Regions from separate parts of the Danio rerio genome. Here region 1 is linked to region 2. A link is a contact called in public Micro-C data. All regions are on one chromosome and are shown on one strand. Each heading gives the region's core, a stretch centred on a gene start, on an enhancer-like site or on the middle of the called end of the contact. The rest is flanking DNA. Distances are from core to core; before and after follow the strand shown. Region 1 holds the start of ice1 (KIAA0947-like (H. sapiens)). Region 2 holds the start of dnah5 (dynein, axonemal, heavy chain 5).

Region 1 (7,083 bases), core at 4,386-6,885, 380 kb before region 2:
ATTTCTTATTTTGTTCTAAAGTTGGTATTGAGAAAAAGCAATAGCTGAGCAATAGCTCTCATTACTGACATTTGGGGATTGTTATGGTAAGACTTTGTGTGTAAAAACAAACCTTAGTATTCTCCAGCTCTGTCTTCATCTGTTCATACTTCACAGTCTGTTTTTCCAAAGGTTCAAGTTTCAGCAGCACCTCATCTAGCTGTCTGTGCAGTGTGCTGCTCTCTCTGTGAAAAACAAATCAAGTTTTGCAAGCACTCCACAACACAGTCAACAAACTTGACATGACAAAGATTTTTTCGTTTTCCCAAATAAAGTTTTTCTACTCATTTTCAACCTTCTAAAATATCAGTGCACAACAAACAACTGTGGATTGTATTGCTACTGATTTGTAGGAACTGAAAGTAAATGACCTTGTACAGCTGCATTTTGGCTTTCATTTACTTCATTTGCAACATAAGTATAATATCTTTGCAAAAGGTTCAACATCACTAAAGTGTTCAACATTAAGAAAAAACTATTTAATCCAAGTCTTCAGAACAGGGTTATTATTGCATGCCACATCAGCATGTTTAAGCTTTCAACAATGTTTACAATAATACGTCTGTGCATATACATTAGATTATTCAGTACCAAATCCAAAACTGAAACTAATCAAACAAACTTAAGATCACAGTCCACACATTTTTACACTCATATTAATATGACAGGGAATATGACAACCATTTTGCTTAAATGCACCAACATGTTTTGCCTTTATTTACTGCAAAATGAATAAAAAAAAAAAATTCAATTTTTAAAAGAGATGTATTTGATTATGCGGAGCACTGTATATGGACTTGCTTAAGATTAAAGAAATCTTTTTGCTCTGTAGATGCACAAAGTTTTTACTGGACTGGAATAACAAACAATAAACAATGACAGATTATTTCATTTGGGGGAAACCAACTCTTTAAGGGTTTGCCAATCAGACTTTTCGATAACAGGCGAAGTTGTAACTTTCTTTAATAAGCATCAGCTACTTACACTGATGTCATCTAACTATATATATTAAACAAGGTGTTATGTAATTGAAAACAAGGTCTTACCTTTGTGATTTCTGCAGCTGTGACTTTTTGTCAAGAAAAACAAAAATTGATTCATAGCAAATGTTCACAGTATACTTCTGTCTGTGAGGAACTCTGCACAGTTATCAGTACCTGAGGTGATCAGAAACTATGTTTACGTGGACATCAGTAATCAAACTATTTGCTTTAATCTAGTTAAGATAATAAGACTAAGGTGTTTACATGAGTTGCTTTTTCAATGTTCAATGCCATTTTACATGTTATAGCACATAATTTGATTAATATAATTGCGTCACCGCGCTATCCGCATTTCCTCCGGAGTTTTATGCAATTACGGGTGTTTCATTTTTAATTTGTCAACTTTAACTGCAGTTTAGCACTTTCACTTTCATTCACGAACATTTCATGCATGCTCTCGCGTGTTTAAACTATCCTGTTGCAAAACGCGGCAAAAAGTCCTACATGATGGTAATAATTCAATTAAGGTGTTTATATGCCTGTACTGCACTTCAATAAAGCAACTAAATTCGGCATACTGCACATGTCTTAATTTGATTTTTCTTTAGTTCGGTTATGATCTTAATCTGATTAATCAAAAATTGCTGTTTACATGATTAACTCTTAATCAGAGTAGTGTCTTAATCGCAATAATATCGAATTATTGGTGTCCATGTAATCGTGTCAGTTATGCTGTTGTACATCACACAAACAGAAGCCATTTCTAAAATACAAACTTCCGGATGTTAGGACAAAAACTGGAAAAAAAAAAAACAAAAAAAAACGCTGCAACACATCACATGTAGTTAGGACAGGGTGTTAGAATAAATCAGAAAGTATCAAATTAGATTTATTGAATTGTTTATCTATCCTTGATAGTTCATACTGTGTGATTGTTACTCGCGCAAACAAGCACCTATTTACCTGTGATTTCAGGCAGTTGTCGGCAATTTATCAAAACCTGTCGGCGAGTCAAAATCGGGGCTAAAATCATGCAGTCTGAACTCGGCATTAGTGTGGTCATGCTGATATTCAACAACTTCAAAAACTTGGATAACATGTTGCTACAATGCTTAGAAAACATGCTCAGTCTATAATATATTAATCTGTAAAACAAAAGACAGCATGACAGAGGAACATTTTTCATCTACATAGCTTTAAAAAGGATATCATCACACTTCTCTTTGTATTCACTCAAGATATGGCTGAAATAAAAAAGGTGATGAACACTGTTAAAGTTCAAATTGTCAACAAATAAAACAGAATTCTGAGCATGGAACAGGTAAAGGTCTGTCTAAATGTGTAAAATTAAATTGGTCAAAACCAAAATAGCACAGATGACTGTCAAATTATATTGTGACATTAACATCTTCAAATGATACATAAAATAAAAAACAAATAGCCATAAATTAACCACTTACTCTGTGTCGACAATCTTCTGCTTAAGAGTCAACAACGCAGCCACATATTCATCTAAGCTCTGCAAAACATAGATGTAGCATTAGCTTAACTTGTAATCAACAGCCAGCCTTGTTGATTGCATTGTTGATTAAGACAATTCATCAAACTAAACACATCACACACGTAACAACAACTACCTAAATGAATGACATATTATGGCTGCACAATATATCATTTCGAAAGTCACATCTCAGAATCTGCAGTGCTGAGATGGGATATAGTTGACCAAGGACCACAGTTCTGAACATTGTGAAGTTACAGCAAAATTTAACCATAATAGAGTATTTTTTTCATTTGCTTGTGTTTTAATACCTGTGATTGTGACTGACTTTGCAGCAGTAGCAAATATTTGTTGTATTTCATTTGTACACAATAAAGACTAGACAGTGTTGGTTATTTGAGCAATTCCAGCGTTATAGATGTGAAATTTGCAGTAGAAATCCAAAACATAAATTCACATAGAAAGTAAATGGTAACATAAAAATCTTTTTATATTTTCCAGAACAACTAACCACAAAGTTAAGGGATCAGAAAATTGTTAATCTGTAAACGTATTTGTACTTTAAATGGAGGAAAATAAGCATGTGACCAAAAATACCATGTGACCAAAGTATACAACATGCTTTGTAGAAATTCTGTGAATTAACTGCACAACCCAAAGAAAATAATGCTAATCAAAAGGATAAGAGCTGACTCTCTATAGAACAAATATGAGTGATTTTATTTGATATTTTTGCATTTATGAGGTAAAAGCTTCGCTATGGATGTGACATCCGTTCTGTTATGGATGTGACCGATGTGAAACTGTCATTCGTGTGACTTTGGTAAATCAAATATTATTGCTTAAAAGCATTGGCGGAGACATTTTCGAACATTTCTAAAGTACTTTATAATACTTGCTTAAACAAAAAAATGAAGAAATGGTTTCGGTATTTTGGTGAAAACTTAAATTGTTTCATGACAAGGTTGACATTTGCATGGAATTGCTCATTTACATCTGATTATTACATTTCTGTACCTGAACACAGTTAAACTCTCCAGTTTCCACCAAACCAAATCATGCATTTAATTAGCATCTTTGCCTCTCTCTCACTCTCTCTCTCTCTCTCTCTCTCGCTCTCTCTATATATATATATATATATATATATATATATATATATATATTAAGGGTGTCACGATCCTCCAAATCCTCGATTCGATAACATTTTTGATTCTAAAGGCACGATTCGATTCTCGATTATGAATAATAAATTAATTAATGACCAATTAATTATTTGTAGCCTACCGTTTAAACTACCTGACCTGCATGGTCTTTGTTTTACCCATAAACAAATCATACAGTAAATGAATAAAGGCAAGTTACACACATAATTACCACCTGTCAATCACTTTTTCTGCGGGACTCGTGAATAGGCAGTGATCTGTGTCGTTATAATGGCGTCGGTAAAAAAGACGCACAACCAACAGGAACCAGCCAACAGTATCTGAGGTGTTCGCTTAAATGACTAAGTACAAGTGAGTGAAAGATTGAAGCAGTTCTCTGACTGCCTGGACCTGCTGTCTCGAGCGCATGGCTGTGTGTGCGTCTGTGTCTGTGTGGTCACGTGATGTCCATTTTTAGAGGTAGAGAGGAAGGAGGGCTGCTCAGAAATGCTACACGCCACTGTGGATGTCAAATCGTTGTCGTTCTAAAATGCCGTTTAAAAACAAACACAGTGTAAACAGGGCCTGAGTGTGTACTTTTCACGAGCGGATTTGCAATGGGGGCGGGCGGAGGATCACGATGCCGGTGTTGTCTATCGGACGAACCGTACGTAATACGTACATAGCAGAGCTTGCAAAACTGTGTTTTATTGTCGACAACACGAACGTTGTCAACATAACTCACTGGAAATCCAAAATGCTTAAACACCGGCGTCTTTATTGAAAGAGGAGAGGGTTTAAGTTCTGTCGACGGGTCTCCTGCTCCTGCAGTTTAACAAGCACTTCAACAAGCCTGTTTTTTCCCTCTTGGCAAGCCAAGATGACGTGACATGGGGGCGTGGCAGCATCGACGATTCTATTTTTTGATTCGATAATCGAAATTGAGCATAAATTTCGATAAATTTCGATTAAAAATCAAAATCGTGACACCCCTAATATATATATATATATATATATATATATATATATATATATATATATATATATATATATATATATATATAATCATCCCAATCAGTTTAAATATGTACTGCTATTCAAGTCTGGCGAAATTATATATTGAGGTAAAGTTGGTTTTATATTCACACATTCGTTCTGTGACAACTTGTGACACGCTTCCTATATTGTTTACCATGGAACTTTGAATATTCGGTCTGAAATAACCTGCAAGTGTGACGTGAAAGTAACATTAACACTGTTTATTTGACTGTGAACAATGTTATACTTTGATAGTCGTTGTCTGCTAATATGATTTCGCTATTAAGAGTTTGCAAATAATACTTGTATGATATTATATTTTTAAGGAGAAAGTCCAAATATGTGAATATAAAACCAACTTTATCTCTATATCCATATCGCAGAATAACAAAACATTGCAATGACAGTTTTTTCTTCAACATCACGCAGTCCTATTAAGAACAAACATTAATCAATCATTACTCCTTAACTGGTAATCTTGTTTGGATTTGACTATTATTAAATATATAGATATTATAGTAAACATTACACATCGATCCACTCAATCACCATATATATTAATGCTAACCAAACAGATGCTTCATTAACATTATACACTTTGATTCGCACATGTTAATTATCAGTAGAGTAACTAAATAAGTACAATAAGAAAACAGAACAAGTGCAAAGCGTGAACTTAGAAAACAAACTAGATTAAAACCTGATTTAAAACAGTGCAGTTTTGACAGGTGCCAGAAGTTGCTTCAGAGGCGATTCCTCTGGCGTTGGATTGGTTCTCTCCTGGCATCATGGTAAAAACTCAAAATCACCAGCGCAATCGCACATGCAGCTTGATATTTATAAAAACGTCCAACCAAAACATGCCCATCTGAACTTTGCTAATACAAACGTTCCGCAGCACGTTCAATGAGGACCCCTGTAGAAAAGCCCCCAGCCGCCCGATGTAGACGCCGGATTATAAAGTGGTGTTTATTAGTAAATCTTTATAATTTGTCGTGCGGTGATATTTTTAGCAACATTAAGACATTTATGAAGCAAAGCGTTATCTTCTTAGCAAGAATCTAACGTGGTACGTTGCATATAACAGTAGAATAGAATCTAGGCATATTATGGGGTGGACCAGTGTTCCTCACGCGTCCTGAAAAATTCAGACAAACATTTCGATCGCCTCCTGCTGGTTTGGATGTAGTGAATATAAGAAACGCTCCGTCTCCATGCACGCAATGTGATTATGAGGAGCCTACAGTAGACTACATGGTTATTTTAATGTCAAATGTCGCGAGCGCAATGTCAGAAGGCGAGTGCATTCGTGGGTTCTTATATGGGTAAAGTAAGCTACAATTATTGGTGTGTCATTTATTATTACCGTTCTTTATTATCATTTATTGTTGTAAGGGATTGAAAAATTCATATATGGGCCATTAAAAGCAAAGATTTGGCACTTATGGCAAAATGTAATCTGGATGTGAGCATAATGTGGCCAATGTGGAAAATGATCAATTTGGCGCAAATGATGGAGGACAAATGTGGGCCACAGTTGGCAAAAATGAGGCATAACTTAGTCATTTAAGGGTAATCTGGGTCTAAACCTCAAGTGGCTCACATGTGTAGGTGCAAATGTGGCCCAGTTATCTTAAGACATATGTGAGTTACTTTTAATAAATATTAGGCACAGCAAGCTCTGGCTATTGTGGCTGTGAGCCTAATGTGGCCCAGAGAAAATATGGCAAATGTGGCTTAGTTATTTTAAAACATATGTGGGCCACAGTGTTGACTAAAGTCACCATCATGGAAAACAGTGTTTGCTTTAGTTGGTCTCATGGCCCTGAACCTCTTTATATAAATTTTCTTATGGGCTGCTGTAACCCTTAAGAACTTTGCCTAAAAAGATTAATCATTACAGCAACAAGCCAAGTAAAAAACTTAACGTAAAATTAGGTGAGGCACAATCTGCACATCTCCCAGACTGACCAGCTAAGACCAGGCTGGAAATGGTCAAATCTCCTCTAAAACCAGCCAAATCTGGTCTAAGCAGTTTTTTTTTCAGTTGGGTCAACACCTTTGCTTCGACTTTTCAGTGTTTCATGAAGCCTTGATATGCCCACCACTATTCAGAGCCTCACGCTTGTCAAACAAACCAGGAATCACACCTGGGCATGGTTTGGATAGCATAGTGTGAGTGCACCTCTTAAACAGGGATGTTCAAACTCTGTCCTGGAGGGCCAGTGTACTGCTGAGTTTAGCTCCAACTTGCTTCAAACCACCTGCCAGGATGTTTCTAGTATGTCTAATAAGAGCTTGATAAGCTGGTGCAGGTGTGTTTAATTAAGGTTGAATCTAAACTCTTCAGAACACTGGCCTTCCAAGACCAAGTTTGGAC
Region 2 (6,945 bases), core at 45-2,544:
TTTTTTTCTATTGTAGTCTTCTCAATGACACAAACTTCAGCAGTGTCACAAACAATATTCTCAGTGGAACATGAGCTCATCTAACGTTACACATAACGTTCAAAAGTATAAGAGACACTGTATAATAACTAGCAAATTTGACTAAACCAAGTTTGACGACAGTTTATGAATCACACCGAATCGTCAGTGGGTTAGCCTATGTTATAAGACAATATAAAAAGTAAATCTTTTAAAAAGATACTTTAAAATGAAACATGAAGCTTAAACGAGAATCCCATGTGCTATGAAAGGGGATGAGGTAAAAACGTGTTCGGTGAATCAGTAACGTGTTACAAATGACTGAGGAAATATTTAGTTTTAATTCTGAACGTACTACATTTCATATCATGACTTAATCTCTACTGAATTAAAATATGCTATATTACAGAATAACTAAACGTCCCTAATCACAAATCCATGCCGCAAATGGCTGTTACAACTTACAGGAGTTCTATTACTACAGAGCTTTGCCGCCATCTTGTGGTTCCAGTGGCCGTCTCTTGGTTGATGTATAAACTGGTAACGTTAATAGGTAATTTATTTGAAATCTAAATTTCGAAACCTCCTTTAAACCGACGAGTCTTTGTCAGTTTGATATCATTATTATTAATAATAACAATAAAACTAATAAAATTATGATTACCCCTATTTTAAAGGAAACACCTAAATTACCGTTTGAGTAAAATACACTGCCAGTTTTTGTAAAATGTAGGCCTAATTAGGCATTTTAATATCGGCAATTATTTATTTTATTTGTTTATTTTAATTCGAGAAAAATAATTTAAAACCTTAACAAATTGACAGTGTTTAAAAAAAAGTGTTTAGAAATAAATCAAATAAAGAATAAAATAAACCAAAACTATTGAGTGAGAGATCGAGAGAGAGTAAACGTGATATTGTTACTGAGGAGATTATAAACACACACACACAATGGCATTTAAATAGTGTACAGGCCTATATGTGTGAGATTACAGTAGATGGAGGAAATGATATGTGGTAACTGAAATCAAGCAGACCTGCATCTCCTTTATGTTGTCCACTGGGGCAGAGGGCTGATGGGTTCCTCTGGATCTGATGTTTGACTTCACTGACCGGTAACTCAAAGCCATTATCTTTCCTCAGACATTTAATAGGTATATAAAATGCAATCTTAAAGCCGACCTATGACTTTCCACGGGATCTTCTCGGTATCCGGAAGAATTTTACTGTTGACCATGCTGTGAACGCGCCGCCCAGAGAACACTTTCTCACGTTTAATTTGTTGTTGGCAGTTGCCATGGAGATGCCGACGTCAGGGGTAAAGTTTTTAGGGGGAGGAAAGTGTCCCGGCCCACCCGGTGTCTGACCTGAGCACTCGATCTCATTTATGCACAGATTTTTGATAGACCATTTCAATGTGACTACAAATAGGCCTTTTCCTGATTGTTATCAAACTAACTTAATTCAAAATAAAAGGCAAATATTACAAAGATTTATTTTCAATTGATACAGTTATACAGATTCATTTTCATACAGATCAGAAATGTAGCCTATTTGTTTTTGCTCTAAATAACTCTGCTGTTCATTGCCTTAAAGTTTTTAAAATAAAATAATTTTCATTCATAAGGGATCTACAAAGCATAGTCCTCACAAGATTAGGTCACAAAACAGCACGGTTCAGTCAATAAAGCAGTAATTAATTAAAAAATTTGATTTAACAAGCTGTAAAAATACATTTAAATAGTTTATTAATAATTTTCTTATTCTGAATGACAAACCACTAACAACTATTCAATAACTGGATTGTAAAGAATGCAGAACACTGCAGTGAAAAAATAGTTTATTATGAAAAACAATCCTAAAGCAAGTTATACATCCATTATATTACGTGTCATATTTAAACGGCTTACTGCTAATTGTATGATTTTGCTCACATGGATAATTGAATATTAATCAGATGATGTCATTACGCTGCTGTGCCGTCAGCCAATCGTTGCATTGCTGATCATGATTTCGAGGATCGATAGATCTGTCCTTCACAACGCACGCAGCGATCTCAGATCAGTTTATCCAGACATTCTAATCTGATTCGCGAACTTGTTTGAAGAACCAAATTAGCGAGAGAGTTATCAAGATTAAAAGATCCAGGATCTGCCAAATTATCTTAGATCATTTAAGCGAGGTACGAAGAACGGACCCCAGAGGAGCACATGGTAGGAGCACATGGTGAACACAAACACAGGCTGAGCCATGCCTTCAGACACAACATGAACAGACACATAGAACGTAGACAACACGGAAAACACTGACAAGGAAGAGCTATGTCAGAAACACATTTAGGGTGGTACCACTTGTTTCACACCAATAAAAAATGATTTGTTCACTTAGTTAAGTCATCTTCATGCATTGACTCAGTTAAGGTTGTATTGACTTAATTCGGTAAGTTTTCTTAACTTCAATTATTTTAGTCTGTCAACTAAACATTTTAACTACTTATTTCAAGTTAACTGGGCTTGCAAAATTTGGTTTTAATAGGTTAACTTGCAGTACATTATCAAGTTAGCAAAACTTGCAAAGTACACAGTAAAAAGTGATTAGTTACTTAAAGCAAGTAAACCTCATTATATTTAATATATTATATTTTTCAGTCTATGGAGTAAACCAATTTTTTTTAAAGCAACAAGCTGACTTTACAAAAATAATGCATGAAAACCAATTGTAACTTGGAACTGTTAAGCACATGACTTTATAAGAAAGACTTTATAAAAGTTTGACTTTATATAAGTTGACTATTTTTATAAGTTTGCAAATTATACTAACTTTTTCCCCCAAGTAAAAAAACTCTTAAACTTCAATACAGCCTATAATTGTAGATTTTATAGACTTAATGAAGCACCAAATATGTAATATTGTGATAATTACAGTAATTATTTGAAAAAAAGACATGCTTAAATAGTCTGACACTGTAAAAAGGCATTAGTTAACTTAAAAAAAGTATAATTTGCATAATTATAAAAAATTAAGTCAACTTAACATTTAAGTTACAATGGGTTTACGACATTATTTTTGTAAAGTCAACAATTGCTTTTTGGGCAATTGGTTACTTTAAGTAACTAATCACTTTATACAGCGTTTAGTTTAAATACATTAACTTACATTTTTTTAAATTCACTGAACTTAATCTAGCAGATTTTCTCAATTAGAAACAGAACAGAAAACGAAATACATCACACATTTTTATTAAAGGTCTTTGCTCCCATGTTAGCAATTACACACAATATACTTATATAAGTGTCTTTACAAAGTATTTTTTCATATAAAGTAATTTTTTTACAAAGTTATTGTAAAGTAAAAGTAATCTCAAAATGAGGAAAAAAAATAACTGTAAAACTTTCAAATACACAGGCTCATGGGTGGTGGGGGGAATGACACCAGAACTTGGAAGATTGTGAAATTTAATCTCAATTTCTTAATTACAATGTATTTTTTAGTAAGTGTACTCATGCTTAGCAGATATCTGCTCCAGTGTTCATCAACAGTTTCTGATTTCCAGGAGTCATTCCTCTGCTCAGCTATTCTTCTGAATCTAAGTGCTGTATGAAAAAAATGCCAAAAAAAAAAAGTGATATTTCTTTCTTCACATTACAAAAGCTGAAAGACAAACACAACTTGTACACCAAATTGTATTTACCTACAAATCATTACTTGCATGATTGTAGTGCTTTTAGTTTTTATGACAATTCATTGATTAGTGAAACTTGCAGCTCCTCTTAACTGATTACACACTATACATTAAGAGTGAGGCATACATGCACGCACACATGCATACATTTACTTACACACACACACACACACACACACACACACTCATTTAAGATTTTTTTATTGGTTAAGTTAAACCGAGTTATTGTGTTTATACATTTAGTTTCTTTCATATTTAGTTTAAATAAGACGCATACACTGTTTCTGTTTGTCATTACTTTTCTTTATTATTTACAGTACGCCTAGTACTATTTTGAGTGCACACAAAATTAGTTATCTGTACTGTATGTTTTGTTAATTAAGTTTTCTTTGAATTAAAGGGCACCTAGCTTAACTCTTTTTTTAGATTTAATACAAGTCTTTTGTGTTTACAGAATGTGTCTGTAAAGTTTCAGCTCAAAACATCCATAAGATTTTTCATTATACCTTTTATAAGATTCTATTTTATACATTTTTGCACAAACCGGGATTGAAGCATATTCATTTCTTATTGTTCTGATATGTGCCTGCGGTAATGAAGTAAAGCTGAAGTAAATCGCTGTAATTAATTACACACGTGCACTGTTTTAAAACATTTTAAACTTGTAAAACTCACTCTTCTTGGTCACATTTGATGATGATTAATGATCCTAGCAAACTGAACAGACCTTTTATTCCCATTTTTTTGTACACGTCCTATCTTGTTGATATGATTATACACGTGACAACTGGAACTTAATAATACGCAGCTGTCAATCAATTTGGTGGGACCACACTCCTACTTCAAGTTGTGGTCAGTCTGAAAGTAGTTAAACTGAAAAAAGGACTGGGTGTGTTTATATCACCCCAATATGACCCTATACCTACACATATGTCTGTACAAACAGCTTTAAAAAGTAGTTTTTTCACCATAGGTGACCTTTAAAGTTACCGTGCAGCAGTGCTGATGACTGGCGGAGTTTCCGGGTTTGGTCCGACATACTAAACGGCCGACGTGTCACCAAGTGCCGTCTTTTGGTTCCGCCTGCTTATACCATTGACCTAATGGCTTGGAGGGAGAGCTTTGTTTAGTTTCATTATATTAATGATTTGCAGTCTTTGTTTCTTTAGATTTATAATTAGTTTTGCTTTATTTAGGATTTATTTTAATATTATTTAGATAATTAAGTAGGTATTTGGCTTAGTTTATTGTTGTTGTTAATTGTCTGTTGTTGTCTCCCTCTTTTTGTTTATTGTGGACTAGTCCCTCTTGTATAAATGAGCTCTGTCTTGTCATTTCAAGAAGTCCTGTTTTTGGTTTAAACATGGTTTGTTTGTTTTTTTGTTTAGTTTATAGATTTTTTTCAATTGGTTTAATTGTTTCATTTATCTTTTGAACTTTTGTGAAAACTTTTTTGACTTTATTAAAAACAATTATTTTTATAATAATAATAAAAAAAAATTGTATGCCCCTTACTTAACATGCTGGCTTGGTCCCTAATAAACACCAAATACGCGTTCGTCTGACAGGTCCATTTGCGATTGCACGCTCTCAATGGATATTGGATAAGACGAAATGGCCAAGCATCCAGCCCCAAATATACAATCTCATTGAAGCTCCAAGGGATTGTACAAGAAGAAGTTAAAGCCTGCCAACAATTTTGTTCTGTGTGGTCATGTGCAAGAAATAATGTTTCATGATTACTAGATTCAACACTATATAGTGTTAAAAACCAAGGTTCTGCCTAGCCAAAGACAAGGAAAGAAGACGGGATACAAGGCCTGGGTAATCATCAACAAGTAAAATTACTGAATTCTGACAGCGAACTACACCTGTGGGGTATGTGAACTTACACATAGAGGTAAAGTTGGTTTTAAATTTGCACATTCCGACTTTCTACTTAATAATATCATTTCATAAAAGTATTATTTGCAAACTCTAAATAGTGAAATCATATTAGCAACCAAAGACTATCAAAGTACAACATTGTTTAGTCAAAAAAACAGTGATGTTGTTTTCAAGTCACACTAGCAGGTTTTTTCAGACTGAATATTTAAAGTGCTATGGTAAACAATATAGGGAGTGTGTCACAAGTTGTCATTGAATGAATGTGTCAATATAAAACCAACTTTACCTTAATAACTTTCACGTTTCATTCTTAGCATTCAGTGTCTGCAGTTTAATTAACCATGTTTAACTTTTTTGCTGAAATCATTGCTGCAATCAAAAACGAATAACATGTATGATTCAGCATAGCGTGAACTTACCTGATATAACATGAAAACTGCAAAGTCGAGCATTTCTATTTAGATCGTCGCTTCATTCAACTCCCTTTTAGCCAAGGACGTCTGCAGTTGGCATTAAAGCAGTGTGGGGTACAGTAAAAGTCAAGTTTTCTATTTTTGGACTTTCAAATTTGGCATCCTACTGCACAACATGTTATGTTTGCTATTGCAGCCAGTCTTTTTTTGCAACCGCGGACCTGTGTGACGTAGGTTGGTAATTCGTCTACAGATTGACAATTAGTTCATATGTGTCATTTTACAAGTTCTAACACAAATTTGAAGAAGCATTACTTAAGAAATGTGATGATTAAACAATTAAAAAATCCGGTGAAAAATGTCCCATGTGTCTGACTTCTTCAGCTGTTTAATTGCCAGTTGGCAAAAATGACTTAATGGTGCATATTCCACCACCTGCTGGATTGGAAGTATGGGGCACAGCTTAAAGGATGCTGGTTAAGAATATGTTTTTAAGTTGAGTTGACAAACACTCTATTACAGACTAGTTGAGACAGCTGAAACTTACCAGGTTAAGTTAAATTACCAACTTTATAGTTTTAACTTGCAAAATTATGTTAAAAAAAACAATCTTTTTTACAGTGCAGTGGTTGCACTTCACTATCATCCCTTCATTGTATGAGGTCCTGCAGATACAGTGAACCTCTACAAAAAGGCAGGTTTTTCCAAGTTCTTGCTTTTGTTTTTTGGTAGGTAAATGTCGAAGCTGTTTTGTTTTCAATGCTCAGTAAAGCTTTTGTCTGTTGCGTTCCTGGAACTGGCATTCCTCCGGTTTGTCTCCATCACATAATGCTTTAGCAAAAGCCAAAGCAAATAATCCGCAAATTCTGTCTAATTGCTGCATTTGTACATCAGGCTTTCTGATAACGAACTGAGGTGCATATGGGTGGATAAGCCAGGAAAATT

The links. A called contact is a pair of places that touch in the nucleus more often than the background predicts.
Region 1: a contact with region 2 is called in a Micro-C map of caudal fin, with 18 times the contacts expected there. The contact joins the promoter of ice1 here to the promoter of dnah5 in region 2. A contact is called at or near these places in 5 of 18 Hi-C or Micro-C datasets (caudal fin, embryo, hematopoietic stem cells and 1 more) and 2 of 4 datasets of contacts at active chromatin or transcription factors (caudal fin and embryo).

What each region holds. Positions count from the first base shown.
Region 1 is chr16:9,773,247-9,780,329 of GRCz12tu, reverse strand. ice1 (KIAA0947-like (H. sapiens)) reads right to left here and starts at 5,635. Exons shown (of 22, transcript NM_001034965.3): 1 at 5,404-5,635; 2 at 2,483-2,541; 3 at 2,232-2,266; 4 at 1,086-1,104; 5 at 113-224. The coding sequence starts at 5,493. LOC141378168 (a long non-coding RNA gene) reads right to left here. Exons shown (of 3, transcript XR_012392003.1): 3 at 5,891-7,083.
Region 2 is chr16:9,389,752-9,396,696 of GRCz12tu, reverse strand. dnah5 (dynein, axonemal, heavy chain 5) reads right to left here and starts at 1,294. Exons shown (of 78, transcript XM_073925793.1): 1 at 1,056-1,294. The coding sequence starts at 1,148.